2 separate regions of the Mus musculus genome follow, and region 2 is linked to region 1. The links are chromatin contacts, called in public HiChIP or PLAC-seq maps. All regions are on one chromosome and are shown on one strand. Each heading gives the region's core, a stretch centred on a gene start, on an enhancer-like site or on the middle of the called end of the contact. The rest is flanking DNA. Distances are from core to core; before and after follow the strand shown.

Evidence for each region. HiChIP or PLAC-seq counts read pairs in DNA pulled down with a chosen protein or histone mark.
Region 2: a contact with region 1 is called in an H3K27ac HiChIP or PLAC-seq map of microglia, with 4 times the contacts expected there. The contact joins two enhancer-like sites. A contact is called at or near these places in 1 of 484 Hi-C or Micro-C datasets (cerebral cortex), 3 of 115 datasets of contacts at active chromatin or transcription factors (acute myeloid leukemia, bone marrow-derived macrophages and microglia) and 1 of 9 other capture datasets (macrophages).

The regions. Positions count from the first base shown.
Region 1 is chr13:82,944,667-82,951,360 of GRCm38.p6, reverse strand. No RefSeq gene overlaps it. Among named protein-coding and RNA genes, the nearest start is that of Gm33073, 170 kb to the left of the region's middle. Within about 2 kb of position 1,605, at least 28 of the 459 cell types and tissues checked have an H3K27ac peak or open chromatin away from gene starts, as enhancers often do. A contact at or near this core is called in acute myeloid leukemia, bone marrow-derived macrophages and microglia, where this site is marked.
Region 2 is chr13:83,582,575-83,589,012 of GRCm38.p6, reverse strand. All of the region lies in intron 2 of Mef2c (myocyte enhancer factor 2C), which reads right to left. Among named protein-coding and RNA genes, the nearest start is that of Gm52043, 39 kb to the left of the region's middle. Within about 2 kb of position 3,487, at least 31 of the 459 cell types and tissues checked have an H3K27ac peak or open chromatin away from gene starts, as enhancers often do. A contact at or near this core is called in acute myeloid leukemia, bone marrow-derived macrophages and microglia, where this site is marked.

The DNA.
Region 1 (6,694 bases), core at 356-2,855:
GGAACACAGGGCCTCCAATGGAGGAGCTAGAGAAAGTTCCCAAGGAGATGAAGGTGTCTGCAACCCTATAGGAGGAACAACAATATGAACTAACCACTACCTCCAGAGCTCGTGACTCTAGCTGCATATGTAGCAGAAGATTGCCTACTCGGCCATCATTGGGAGGAGAGGCCCTTGGTCTTTGAAGATTATATGCCCCAGTACAGGGGAATGCCACGGCCAGGCTGCTGGAGTGGGTGGGTTGAAGAGCAGGATAGGGGGAATGTATAGGGGACTTTTGGGATAGCATTTGAAATGCAAATGAAGGAACTATCTCATTTAAAAAAATGTAGTGTGCATCTCATTCCACAGAAGACAAAAAGTCATTTGACATCAAGTAACTCTAGTGGAACTCATGCCTAGTCCCATTGATTTGGACAAAACTGTTGGATGGCTAGGTCGTAAGCTCTTAGGGAGAACCTGATGCTATTAATTTTCTAAATAAAATTGTAACAAACATTTCTCTGCTTTCATCTTTGCACCCGAAAATTAGTTAATCTCTCAACATTTATTATAGAAGCTTCTTTTTACAGTAGATGCCAATTAATTTAGAGAGCCCCACTGGTCAACATGCAGATAATACAGTCTGTGAAATGCTCAGTTCCCATGGGACATCTATATAACACCTCTTACCCCATGCTCAGGTATTATTGCAGAACAAAGGCTGAGAATATTGTAATGTCAAGAGGTAATTGCATTTCTTCAGTGAAGCAATATTTGCCACACATGACAAGAAGGTTCATATACTTGGTTACCAGCCCATAGTGAACCGGACACACTCAGGAAGCAGCATAGATGTGACTGTCGTTTCTAGCTAGTTGATATTCCTGTACTAGAGCTCCTGTTCAGGTGCAGCAACTGTGAGACATGGGCAACCGTCAGACCTCTGTTTCTAGGGTTTTATTTTGTATGTTCATGTTTCTGAACAAATTATTGGAGTCAAGCAACAAGATCAGACCAAAGAGGGATGTTCGCTCCATACCAGAAGTTTTAGAGTTATAAGGTTCACTGAGGTCTAAGCAATGTTTAACACAAGTCTTCTCAAACATCTTTATTAGGATTTATTATCATTCTTTTTGAAAAAAATGAAAAATTCTGAGGTTGGGTGTGGTTAATTTATCTTTACTTAATCTCTTAACCTGTGTGCTGAGCGGTTACACATCGACTACACTGAGATTTCTCTCTAAGATATGTTAAATGTATAACAATTTTAAAAGATTTGCTTAACTAGAACAAAAAAAATTAAAGGAAAAGGTTCTTTAATAAAATCCAGAAAACCAAAAGCATAGTTATTGTATTTTATAAAATATTTTATATGTATACAGCATTTAAATTTTAAATATCAGGAAAAATAGCTTTTGTGTTTTACATAGCTTTAAGTCAAATACGCATAATTGCTGAAATGACACATGATGCTTATTTATGTTCTGATGCTGGGAGTGAAACGGAGTATTTCTTTCCTTCACAAAGTACAAAGGGTTTCAGAATCAAGTGTATTCCAGCAGCAGCCCAGGCTTGCTGACAAGATATTTTGAAACAACTTGCTATTAGGAAGGAAGTCTGCGTGGGTGGATGAGGAACAGCTCATGCCCATATGACACATGCAAGTTGTGAACGTGTTAAAAGCCCATGATGTAGAACATAAACGGGTGTGACAATTTATCTCAGCGACATAAAGGACCTTTCTCTAGTCTGTATTTTTCAGCTTTATTCTGCATTAGCTCCCCTTTCTCTTTCTACTTTGTTCTCTTTTACCTCAGTCAGGTCATATGCTGCTGGTTGTAAACAATACTGTTTATAAAATTATGAGAAAATGTCAGAGCTACCAACTATCTTAAATAAACTGTGTGAACTTTTGAGATGAAGTTGTTTGCCCTTGTTACTGCGGTAAACTATTCAAAAATCATTGCTACATGTGAACTATTATAAGATTCTCTCCTCTTTAAAAAATCTAATAATATTTTATGCATTTACAGTTACTCTATGTAAAACTGTCAGGGTGGTTTTATGTGTAAACATCTTTGCATGCCACAGATTTTGATAGTAAATAAGACACTAAAATTGTTACCCTAGAACAAAAGAAAATCAAGGGATTCTTCCCTAACAATGCCGCACACAGAAATTGGAAACCCATCAAATAATGTATTCAACAAACAATTATCGAGTTTTTACAACTTTCAAGACATGCTGACAGGTGGTTCAGTATTTCCCATATGAAGATCATAAAGATCATGATCATGAGAAGGTCAGAGCCCATTTTATTACTGTACAAGTTGCCATAAGTCCAGTTGTATCCACAATATCCATGGTCAATACTCTCCTATACACACTAACAATGGACTTCTCTTAGTAACCCTTGTCATACTCTGAACTTGGCTTAAATAAAGTTTTGGTAACCATGTATATTGATCACTTATATATACAAGTAATCTCAAGGGCTTGAAAACCCAAGCTTTTTGAAGGCTTCAGTAGCAACGTGGGGCTATAGGTTCCTTAGAGTATAGAGCACTGACTACGGTAGTATGTGGAGTATAGTATGAAAGCATTGGCATCTGTATCAACAGTGAGTTCACAAGGCATCCCTGTCCTAGTTAACATCCTTGGTCTGATTTTTACTCAAAGAAATCTGAGGCATGCATGGTATTTTCCTTTTAGACAGGTCCTCTTTTATTTAAGATAATTTATCAGTGTTTTCTTTAATAGTGTCTTAGCAACATTTTGGATTTCTTAAGATACCGCTAATGGTTACATCATGAGACATATTCTTAAAACAGATCACTCTACTGTAAACCAATTCAAGGCAATGACTGTAGTCCAACAACCTTAACATCCATAGATAAATTGTAGCAGAGATGTCAGAAACAAGCTAATATTTTTTTTCTCCCTGCCTCCTCATCTCTCTTGTCTAACGGAATGGATCTGTGAAACATACCATATAAACTATCTGTGATCTCAACAAAATGTTATAGTTGCGTTCTTGAATCTGTCTGTACTTTGGAGGAGGCAGAAAGAGTGTAAGAGCCAAAGAAAATAAAGGACACCAAGGATTAAAGGCCTTCTAAACATAAGGATGGCAGACATATGAACTCCCAGAGACTGTATGGTAGCATGCATGGGATCAGTAATGAGGGTCTGCATCAAATGGGGTCCTAGAGATAACAGGAGACACTGACCCATGTCCCCAACCCTAACCCAAAACCTATCTCAAACAGATAGTTTTTTTTTCCCTAAAGAAAGTGTCACTGGTGAAACAAACCACATTTTTGGGTAGGTCCTATGCTCATAAGGAGGTGGCTTACCAAAAGAGAACAAATGGCATCTAAGGATGTTCTTTGAGTCATAATGTGAGGAAATTTTTCAATTTTTCTTTTAATCTCACAGGTTCTTGAGTTTTAATGGAATTCCTTGTGTGCAAGTATATTTGTTTCTGAATTTTTATGTGTTATTTGAACTTTATAATTAGCTCTTTTTCTTCTGTTTGTTTTGTTGTATTCTCATTTTTTGGTTTTATCTCACTTTATTTTATTATTATTTCTTAGATGTGTGTTTGTTTTCTAATGAGAGACAGAAGGGGTGTGGATTCGGATGGGAGAGAGATGGATAGGGAGTAGCAAGAACAGGGAAAGGGCAAACCACAATCAGAATATATTACATAAAATAAAGAATTATATGATTGAATTTTTGTGCCAAATTTCCTGAAAAAAGGTTATTTTTATAGTAGTTTTCTGAATTCCAAATTACTCTTAGGTAAGTTCTGACTTTGAAGATGTAATTACGGTGTCACTGCCCTTGACCTAAAATGTGCTAAAAATCCCAGAACTACTTTCATCACTTTAGCTCTCATTATATTTTGACATGGGAAGCTAGGAGAAGTCATTTGGTGTTTCCAGCACTCAGTTTAGACAGAGAGTTATTTATCTACCTTGTTTATTTATCACACAGGCAAATGGAAGATTGATAATTCTGGAAATATATAACCTGGGCTGCCATGTTTTGAGGGTTCCCTGTAATATTTGTGGTTTGCTTTTTGTCTTACGAGTGATTTTCTTTGTTCATTCCTCACCGCCCTCTACTCTGCCTCCTCCAATTACCTAGTCTTCTCTGTCTTCTTTTCCTACTCTCCTTCTCCCGCCCCTTCTCTTCCTCTTCCTTTTGTTCCTCTTTTACTTCTCAGCCCCTCCTCATCCTTCACCCACTCTTCCTTCTCCTTCTCTTCCTGTTCCTCCTCATTCTCCTTCCTCTTCTTGTGTCTGCAGTGTCAAAGTGAAGACCAAATATTTATGGTATCTGTGGCAGTGCAGCCCCAGTCCATCCCTCGTCATTTTACTAATCAAGATTTAATTAAGTATATGACGAAGTTTGGAAATAATTTCCTAATAAATTTAAATTTATTATAAAATCATGAAAAGAACTAGGGATTCAAGAAAAGGTGTGGAGTTTCTAGTGACAGTGACTAGTCAATCTGGAGGTTAAGTAAATAACGAGTCGAGAATGTCAGCATGTGTGGAACTGCATGGGGGGGTCATTGCTTCTCAGCCTGTTGTCATGTGAAGTTGTAGCAGGAGGTTTGATGGTATCAGTGGATTCTGTGTCGAGCACTGCAGTTATCAACAGGATTGAATCTATCTGTATTTAAGGAGGAATTGGGAGTCACCTGCAGCCCCGCTGTTCTTCCCACTCCATATTCCTGCTAATGGCCAAGAGTGCAGCAACAAATAGCTTGCTGCCACTTTCCAGAGTATTTATAACCAGGTAGTACTTAGAATCTCAGAGGGGAAGAGATTTTAAAGAAAAATATTGTCCTGATAAAGCAAGATGACAGGAGAATAGTTCAGGATCACGTTAACTGAAGACAGTTACCTAAAAACATAGAATAAAAAAAAAACACCATAAAAATCATAAAAATGCCATGAGTATTTTCATTCTTTCTCATCTTTTATTTAGATTTTGACAATCTTTGTTCTGTTATCAACTACTTTGTAATAGCTATACTCTTATAAAGTGCATATTTTGTTACAATGGAAAAATAAGATAACATTTCTTGTGTTTAAATGAGATAATACATATAAGTCAGGAAACGTCTTCTAAATATAACACCTTTGTTTGCTAAATAAATAGGATAGTTTATTATATAACAATGTACACGAATCAAAACCTACCATGTAATTAAATTTACATAGTAATCATTATAATTAGTATATTTTATAGATATGCTTATCATCTCCTATATCTCTGTCTCTGTCTGCCTTTCTGTATGCCTCTCCTTCTCTATTTGCCTCTCTGCCTGTCTCTCTCAATCTCTCATAAACACACACATACATGCATATTTACTTGTTACATACTCAGTGGTTAATATAGTGTTATACATATAAAACCTAAAAACTCTGTAAATACTACATGCACAAATACATAAATAAGTAGCTACTGTATTTATTTGTGCTTATATATTTCACTTTCTTTTGTCTTTAGGGTGTATTCCCAGGGATAGAATTACTAGATCAAAGTGAACTTAACAGTTGTACTCTTATAGCTATTGCCAAATGGATTGTCAAGAAGGTTATGTTGGTTTACATGCCCCACCCAGTATTGTTCAAATGCAGCATTGTCACCCTTCCATAGCAGCACTGAGATCTCCGCCTGCAAAATGCTCTGACTGTGAATGTCTAACTTAGTCTTGTTTTAAATTGCATTATTTGATTACTTGCAATGTTGATAAATTCTGTGCTGTTATATTTATGGTTTTTAATACTTCATTTGTAAAATTAGTTATTATTTTCAAATTACAAATAATTTTAAAAGTAAATATTACTTAAAAGTTCTGAAAATAGCAAGGTTGCAATGACCTGAATTCACTAGAAAAATTTGACAACCATTAGTAATTTTATATTAGCTTAAATTATTGATAGACTTATATTTGCTAGAAAATGCTGGAGATAAACTTAGTATCTTCTATTTCTTCCCTGTCCATCCAGATACATTTGTCTTACAGCCTTATGACTAGTGTTTTTAGTATGTTCACAAAACCCCCTACCTATTGATATGTCTTTTCTTTAACTCAGCCATCTGTTTTTTTCCCATAGTGTTTCTATCTTGTCACTGAATTATGAGTTCTTAATGTCATAAGTGTTTCAACTCTTTGCTTATCACATTTGTTGTATTTTCCATACTAGTCACTTTAATTACATTTGCTATTGAATTTAAATGAGTACATTTATTTAAATTTCAACTAGTTCCATTATTATTTCTATGTGTACAATTAATATTAAAATTATCTGCCCATTCATATGTTTGATTCTGTAATAAAACACCAAATAGTCTATGAGTGCAGGTTTACACATATAATTCACAGCCCTTTTTTTGAATGAAATGTCATAAATATAGAATGTTAGCAGCTATTAAAAATCTGCAGTTTCCAACTGATTATCTTCAAGTAAAATTCACAAAACTTAAGATCTCTAAAGGTCTTGTATCTTAATTAATTCTTTTCTTTCACACTATTAGCTTATTGTGGAGGATGAAATGTTAATGATTTAATTAATTGAAATTTATCAAAAGATGCATTTGTAGAGGTAATCTAATATTCATCTAATTTCAAGTATCACTGGAAGGACACATTTCACTGAGCTGTTAGAAACCAAGCCGTGCAACACCTTTC
Region 2 (6,438 bases), core at 2,238-4,737, 640 kb before region 1:
TCATCTTAGCTTTCAGTATTGTTTCATTGACTGATGGATGAGACATGGTCTCTATGTATCCCATGTTGGCACTGGGCCCTCTTTTCAGCCTCTCAATTGCTAGGGTTACAGGTGTGTATCACCACAAACTGTTTCTTCTAATAACTTGTATAAGCCTTTATTTCCTAAAGTATTCTTATATCACAGAGTTGATTGCTTAGAATCTGTCTTTCTTGCTGCTTTTTAATTCTGTAAGATCCCAGAGCAGCCTTCACACAACAAACTTGTGAGTACATAATGACTAGCTGTTGAATATATATTGCAGAATAGGAATACTCTATTTAAAAAACTTTGACTTCCTCACTATAATTTTCTGTAAAAAGTAGAAACTTTCTTTACTTGCCTTTTGTTAATTTAACCTCTTAAAGATGAGAGATTCTGGATATAAAGAAAGCAATTATAATATTTTGAAATTTACCCTATGGAAAGCAGAGAATGTCCAGAACAGGATACATATGTATAGATGCTCCAGACTTCAAGAAAAGTTCAATGGAAAGTATTTTTGAATCTGTGCCTGGATGATGCATCATGAGGGGCGGAGAAGTGTGAAGATAGAAGTTTATTTTTATAGTTGCAGGCACAGAGAGAAAAAGGAAGATCGAAAGATGGGGTGGAAGGAGATGACTCAGTCCATAAATTGCCCACTGTGCAAACATAAGAACCTAAGTTTGGGTCCCCAGCATCCACTTCAAGGCAGATATGGTGCTCATTTATGACCAGGGCTAGAGGTTGAGGGTACAGTCAAGTGGATCTCCAGAGCTTACTGGCCAGACAGCCTAACTAACCACTGAGCTACAGGTTCAGTGAGAGATCCTGTCTTAAGAAAATGAGGTGAAGAGGGACAGAAGAAGACAAAAAAAGAGCCTCTGCATGCATACATATACATACACATACACATACACATACACACACACACACACACACACACACACACACACACACACACACACACACACACACATTACACATATACATACAAACACACATTTCTGCCTACCTCCCCATACATTGAGGCGTCTCAGCATTTGGGATGATTATGTTTATCAGCCAAATATTCTTTGCACCATCTGATGAGTTCTGACTTTTTAAAAAAATGTGTTTCCTCCTTTTTTAAAAAAAGATTTATTTATTTACTTATTTAATGTGTATGGATACACTGTAGCTCTCTTCAGACACACCCAAAGAAGCCATTGGATCCCATTATAGATGGTTGTTAGCCACCACATGGTTGCTGGGAATTGAACTCAGGATCTCTGAAAGAACAGTTAGTGCTCTTAACCACCGAGCTATTTCTCCAGCCCCAAGTTCTGACTTTTAAGACACATCTATTTGTGCATTTGAGGATGGTTGACTGTAACTGGCTGAAGAAACACACTGAAAAAAAGAACTAATTAATGGCAGCTAAGTGCGGAAAAAGTCTGTAGAAGTCACTTTCTGCTCCCAAGCAACACTTTTAACATGGGTTTAGGTGAAAACACAAGGCATGCTAGTTAGATCTGCATGTAACGTGAATATGGAGAGCAGAGCTAAGAAGAAGTGTCAGAGTCTTAGCTTCTGTCAACATTAAGAAGTTGAGTCATGAATGAGCTGATCAAACAGGCGATTTTGAAATTTGCACTCACAATATTTTTTAAAACAAACTTTCTAAACCTAAAAAATATGGTAGATGGTTTGGGGGAAAGGATCTAAGTTTAAGATGTTCTACAGTGGGAATAAATTATCTTTACAGCTCCTTCTGTTAGTCGGGGTAATCTTTGGTGATGATGTCAGGTGTCATAAGTTATATTGTAGAAAGATGTAGACAGAATTAGACCATTGATAAGATGACAGAGAAACTGACGAGGGGTCTGAGAATAATTCTAGGGGGAGCCATTGAAGAAGGAATTTGCTGCTTTTAACCTTCCATACTCAGAATGTTAACAGTCATACAGTAGTCATTTTCCCAGGTCTGAAGCTTCATGCACATGATGAGATGTGTGTATTATGTCTTACTCTAGAATGTATTCTAGTGTATAATGAATATCATCCACTCAAGGAAAAGAAAACCTGATAGCAAGAGAGAATAGTGGAGCGCATCTTACTGCCTTTATTTTGGAACTTGCTCTACAGCTGGATGTTGGGGTCAACAGAACATGTTTCTAAGGTAACAAGGAACTTGCCCTACAGCTCTTTCTATAGCTTTTACACCTTCAACATCTATGGCTAGATGGTATTGACTTTTAGGTAGCAAAGAATATGAATAATTAGTAATAAAGTTCAAAGCACGTACCCTCTCTTACAATTTTACACTATGTAATAATATCTTAGGATTTAGTAAATCAATTTCATCAATTTATCACAATTATCACTTATAAATTGCATATACCGAGAAGTAAAACGTCATTGTGATTTTTGTGGTTAGGACCCATTCACTTGTGTTAACACTACCCACATATGTTTTTTAAAGGGTCTCAACTGCATCACAGCTTTCCTTGAAAGCTGGAACCCTCTTCTATTCATCATTTTAATTTAAAGTCCAAAAATAATAACTGACTAAATATTTATTGCATGAATGGACAGATGAATGGAGAAATTGTGCATGCTCTATAGAGTGGAAGTTTCAAAATAAACTCTTGTGTATGTTAAGACTAAGTTAAAAGAAAGCTACCATCAACCGGAGACATGTTCACATAGGTGTTCTATGCTTTTGTCATTTTGACTGATAGTAAAAATATACATCCCATGAAGTTGAGCTGAAGAGAAAAACTTAGTGGTGTCATAACCTGTTTGAGTTTGTATTTAACATTAAAGCATATTGTAATTGTCTTAGGCAGGAACACTGGCTCTGGTATGTTCTTTAGGATGGTCAAAGACTTTCTACTAAGCTGTTTTACAACACTCAATTGTATCTCCAAAGACTGTAGTTGTTAGCCTGTCATCCCCCCTTTTCAAATGAATACTATATATACAGAGGTAAATGGCCTTATGTAAAGCTATACAACTAGTCCCTAGATGAGCCAGAAATATATCTTTTCCACACACAATGCATGTTTCTCTAGTCAGCATGCTTTCCTTCTTGTAAGTTACTAAGCCCTGAGCAGACGCTTCCATGGCTCAGGTACAGGCCAGTGTTAGCTGAGGTGTACATTGACTTTTTTTGTTTGCTTTTGTAGCCACCTGACCCTTTTCCCGAGAACAGCACCCTAAGGGAGAGCATTAATTCAGGTAAAGGTAGCTTTTAGGGTTAAAGAAAATAAAATAATGCTACCAAGATTCATTTGAGAGCCAGTGGTTTCTATTTCCACCAACAAACCAGGGATGCTTTTGTGTGGTTCTGTAGCCCCGGCTACCCTTAGACAGACACTCAAGCCATTCCCACGAAAGCTGGTGAGAACCACACACAGGCATGAGTAGTCACGGATTATTTCTGTATTTATAGATGTTTCAGTTTCCCAAAATGGGAAGTACTTTGGCTGGCAGCAGACACAGGTCTGCTCACAGCGAGAATAAAAAGAATGGAACTCCGATTTCCACACAGACATTGCTACACAGGCAGTTCCAACAGCACATTTTAAAACCCCAGCACAGGATTTTCTGTGTAGTTGCTTTGGAGGAAGGGAAATTAGTTTGGCTTACTGGGTCACAAAAGGGTATTTTGGAATCCGTTTTCCTCAATACCCTTGCTCCATATTCTTTACATTCCTAGCCACCCCTGAAGAACCTACCTCTGTATTAACAATGGGAATCCCTGTACCCTACTGGAAAAAAATCTAAAGAAATTAAGGTGACGAGCCTTCCAAACAGTAGCTACTACACCACTAAGAACACGAAGACCAAACCCTTGAAGATTTCAGACTACCTTTAAGAGAAGCCTCGTTAATTTTGTTTAGAGTCTGAAACCACAGTATTTGAGGCCTAATTCTAAAGAAATGGTTTTGTATTCAATGAATAGAGGGGTGTGATTCTTAACCCATCCACCCTCTCCCATTCTATTTTCCCTCCTCCTGCCTTCTCCTCATTTTCTCTCTTCCTCTCCTTTTCTCTCTTCCTCCCTCCCCTCTCTTCCTCCCTTTTCTCTCCTTCTCTCCCTTCCCCTCCCTCTATCTCCCTCTCTACCACTCTTTCTCTCCCTCCCTCTTTCCTATTCTTTTTCTTTCTCCCTGCCTCCCTCTCCCTCTCTCTCTCTCCCTCTCCCTTACCCATCTCTGTGTCTTTCTTTTTCTGTCTCTTTATTCTTGTCTTCTATTTTCCCAGAACTGGCATAAAACCAGGTTTCTGTAGATGGTTAAGCAATCTACCCCTGAGTGACTGGATCCTAAAGCCATAATTTTAATCCATAAAGTAATTGTCATTTGTTTTAAAATATGTTGGAACTAATACACCCAACTAACTCTGTTTTCAATGTTCTTCCATTCTGTCACACCTAGAATTACAAACATAACTTCTTTATTTGAAAGTATTTAAAACCTCAGTCTCGTTATTACCCCTCGGTCACCAAGATGATCTCCAGTTTTCTAAGTTGAGGCAGATGAGGGAGTAAGGAGTGACAGGAGGAGCAGCTCCTGGAGACAATGTGCTCTGTAATAATCCATGAGCCACTAGGTCTTCCCATGTGTTTAAAGGGTTAGGGATAGAGTCAAGAGTCTGTAACAACAATCTCTAATTGTAAAAAGGGAAATGGCCTTCTAAATGCTCCAGGATGCCTCCCTTGTTCCTGTCAGTAAGCAATGGCACAACTGTTCTGAGTATTCCTCTTCAGTTTTCTTTTGTATAATTCAGTCTGTCATTAGAAAGGCTATGAGCGCTAGGCCTGATGATTACTCTCAGTGGGAGGAGGCCGTGCCACTACAGAGTGGTGTTCTAGACAAGCGCTCCTTTATACAATGAAGGGGCTTGCCATCCTAAATGAAAGGCTCTTTAAAGAGCAGTGAGGGGCTCTTTTAAGCAGACTGCTACCATGTGCTTGTAACCCTCCAGCACAACTTGCGACCAAGAGACAGCAGTGTGTTCTGCTGCAAAGGAAACCATTGTCCTCCTTAGCCTCCAGCAAACTGAGCCATGTTTCAGTGAAATACAGGAGCATTTCCACAGGATGTGCAAGCAGTGCTCCCTAACTTTCTCAACACAATACACTTGTTAAAATGAGGGCCTCAGAGAATAGAACTCTATCAGCCTCTTACCCTAAGTCAACATACACAATTTCTAAACAAAAATTTAAACCGTGTGCTTTGCATGGTATTTTGAGGGTGGATAATAAATAGGAGATTGTATCACAGACAAGGGAGTGTCCATTGAAGAGTTTGGGCTTTAAAAGTTGTTTCTGTGGATTTCTGATAATTGGATTACGTAAGGACAGGGGAAGCCAGTGTCCATCATTTAGTTTGTCAAGGTTTAAGAGTGGCCTTTGCAAAACCTGGTAATGCTTTACATTTTAAGAGAATTCTATCCTGTGACATTTTAAACACACTTGTATGGGCTCTTCAGGTCTGATTGGCTGCTTTCCTTCTTTCTTTCTTTCTTTCTTTCTTTCTTTCTTTCTTTCTTTCTTTCTTTCTTTCTTTCTTCCTTCCTTCCTTCCTTCCTTCCTTCCTTCCTTTCTTTCTTTCTTTCTTTCTTTCTTTCTTTCTTTCTTTCTTTCTTTCTTTCTTTCTTTCTTTCTTTCTCTCTCTTTCTCTCTCTTTCTCTCTCTCTCTCTCTTTCTTTCTTTCTTTCTTTCTTTCTTTCTTTCTTTCTCTCTTTCTCCCTTTCTTCCTTTCTTCCTTTCTTTCTCTCTTTCTTTTCTTCTTTCTTTCTTTTTTATCACACTAATACAATTTATTTTAAAATATACAATTCATTATTGACATTTTTCAAGTCAACAAAATAACTTATAATAGTTAAATGCCTCTTAAATGTACGTGATACCTTCTGAAACTAAAAGTAATATGCACTCAACCAATTTTAAAAATCTATTTGGGATATTAAACATGATAGAAGTAGAAGAAAATAGCTCACTTCTCTTGTAAGTACAGTCTCTACCGTGGTTACAGGCTGCTCCTCTGCACCTTCATCTACTAAATATACTAATTTCATGTGGAGAAGATAAAACAAATTAGTATCTGGAAGTCCAAAGCATGTTTACTAGTTCAACATGGTCAAAATATACCTAAGTTAAAGGTCAAAGAATCCTACATTCCCTGCTGAGCTAACTCAGGAAGCACATTTGTCTACGCTTTCCTGTCATAACAGGAAGAGAGTAACTTCTTCCTTCCCACAGTGGCTTCAGTTTTAGCTCCCAACTCCAATATTTTCTCCCTCAGGGCCTTCCAAATCAATCCTTGCAAGACAGAAGGCAGGAGGCTGCCTCAGCTGTAGTTTCCAAACAGTTACATTTGTTGAAATGTTATTTAAATGTTAGTGATTTCTTAAGCTAAACTGTTC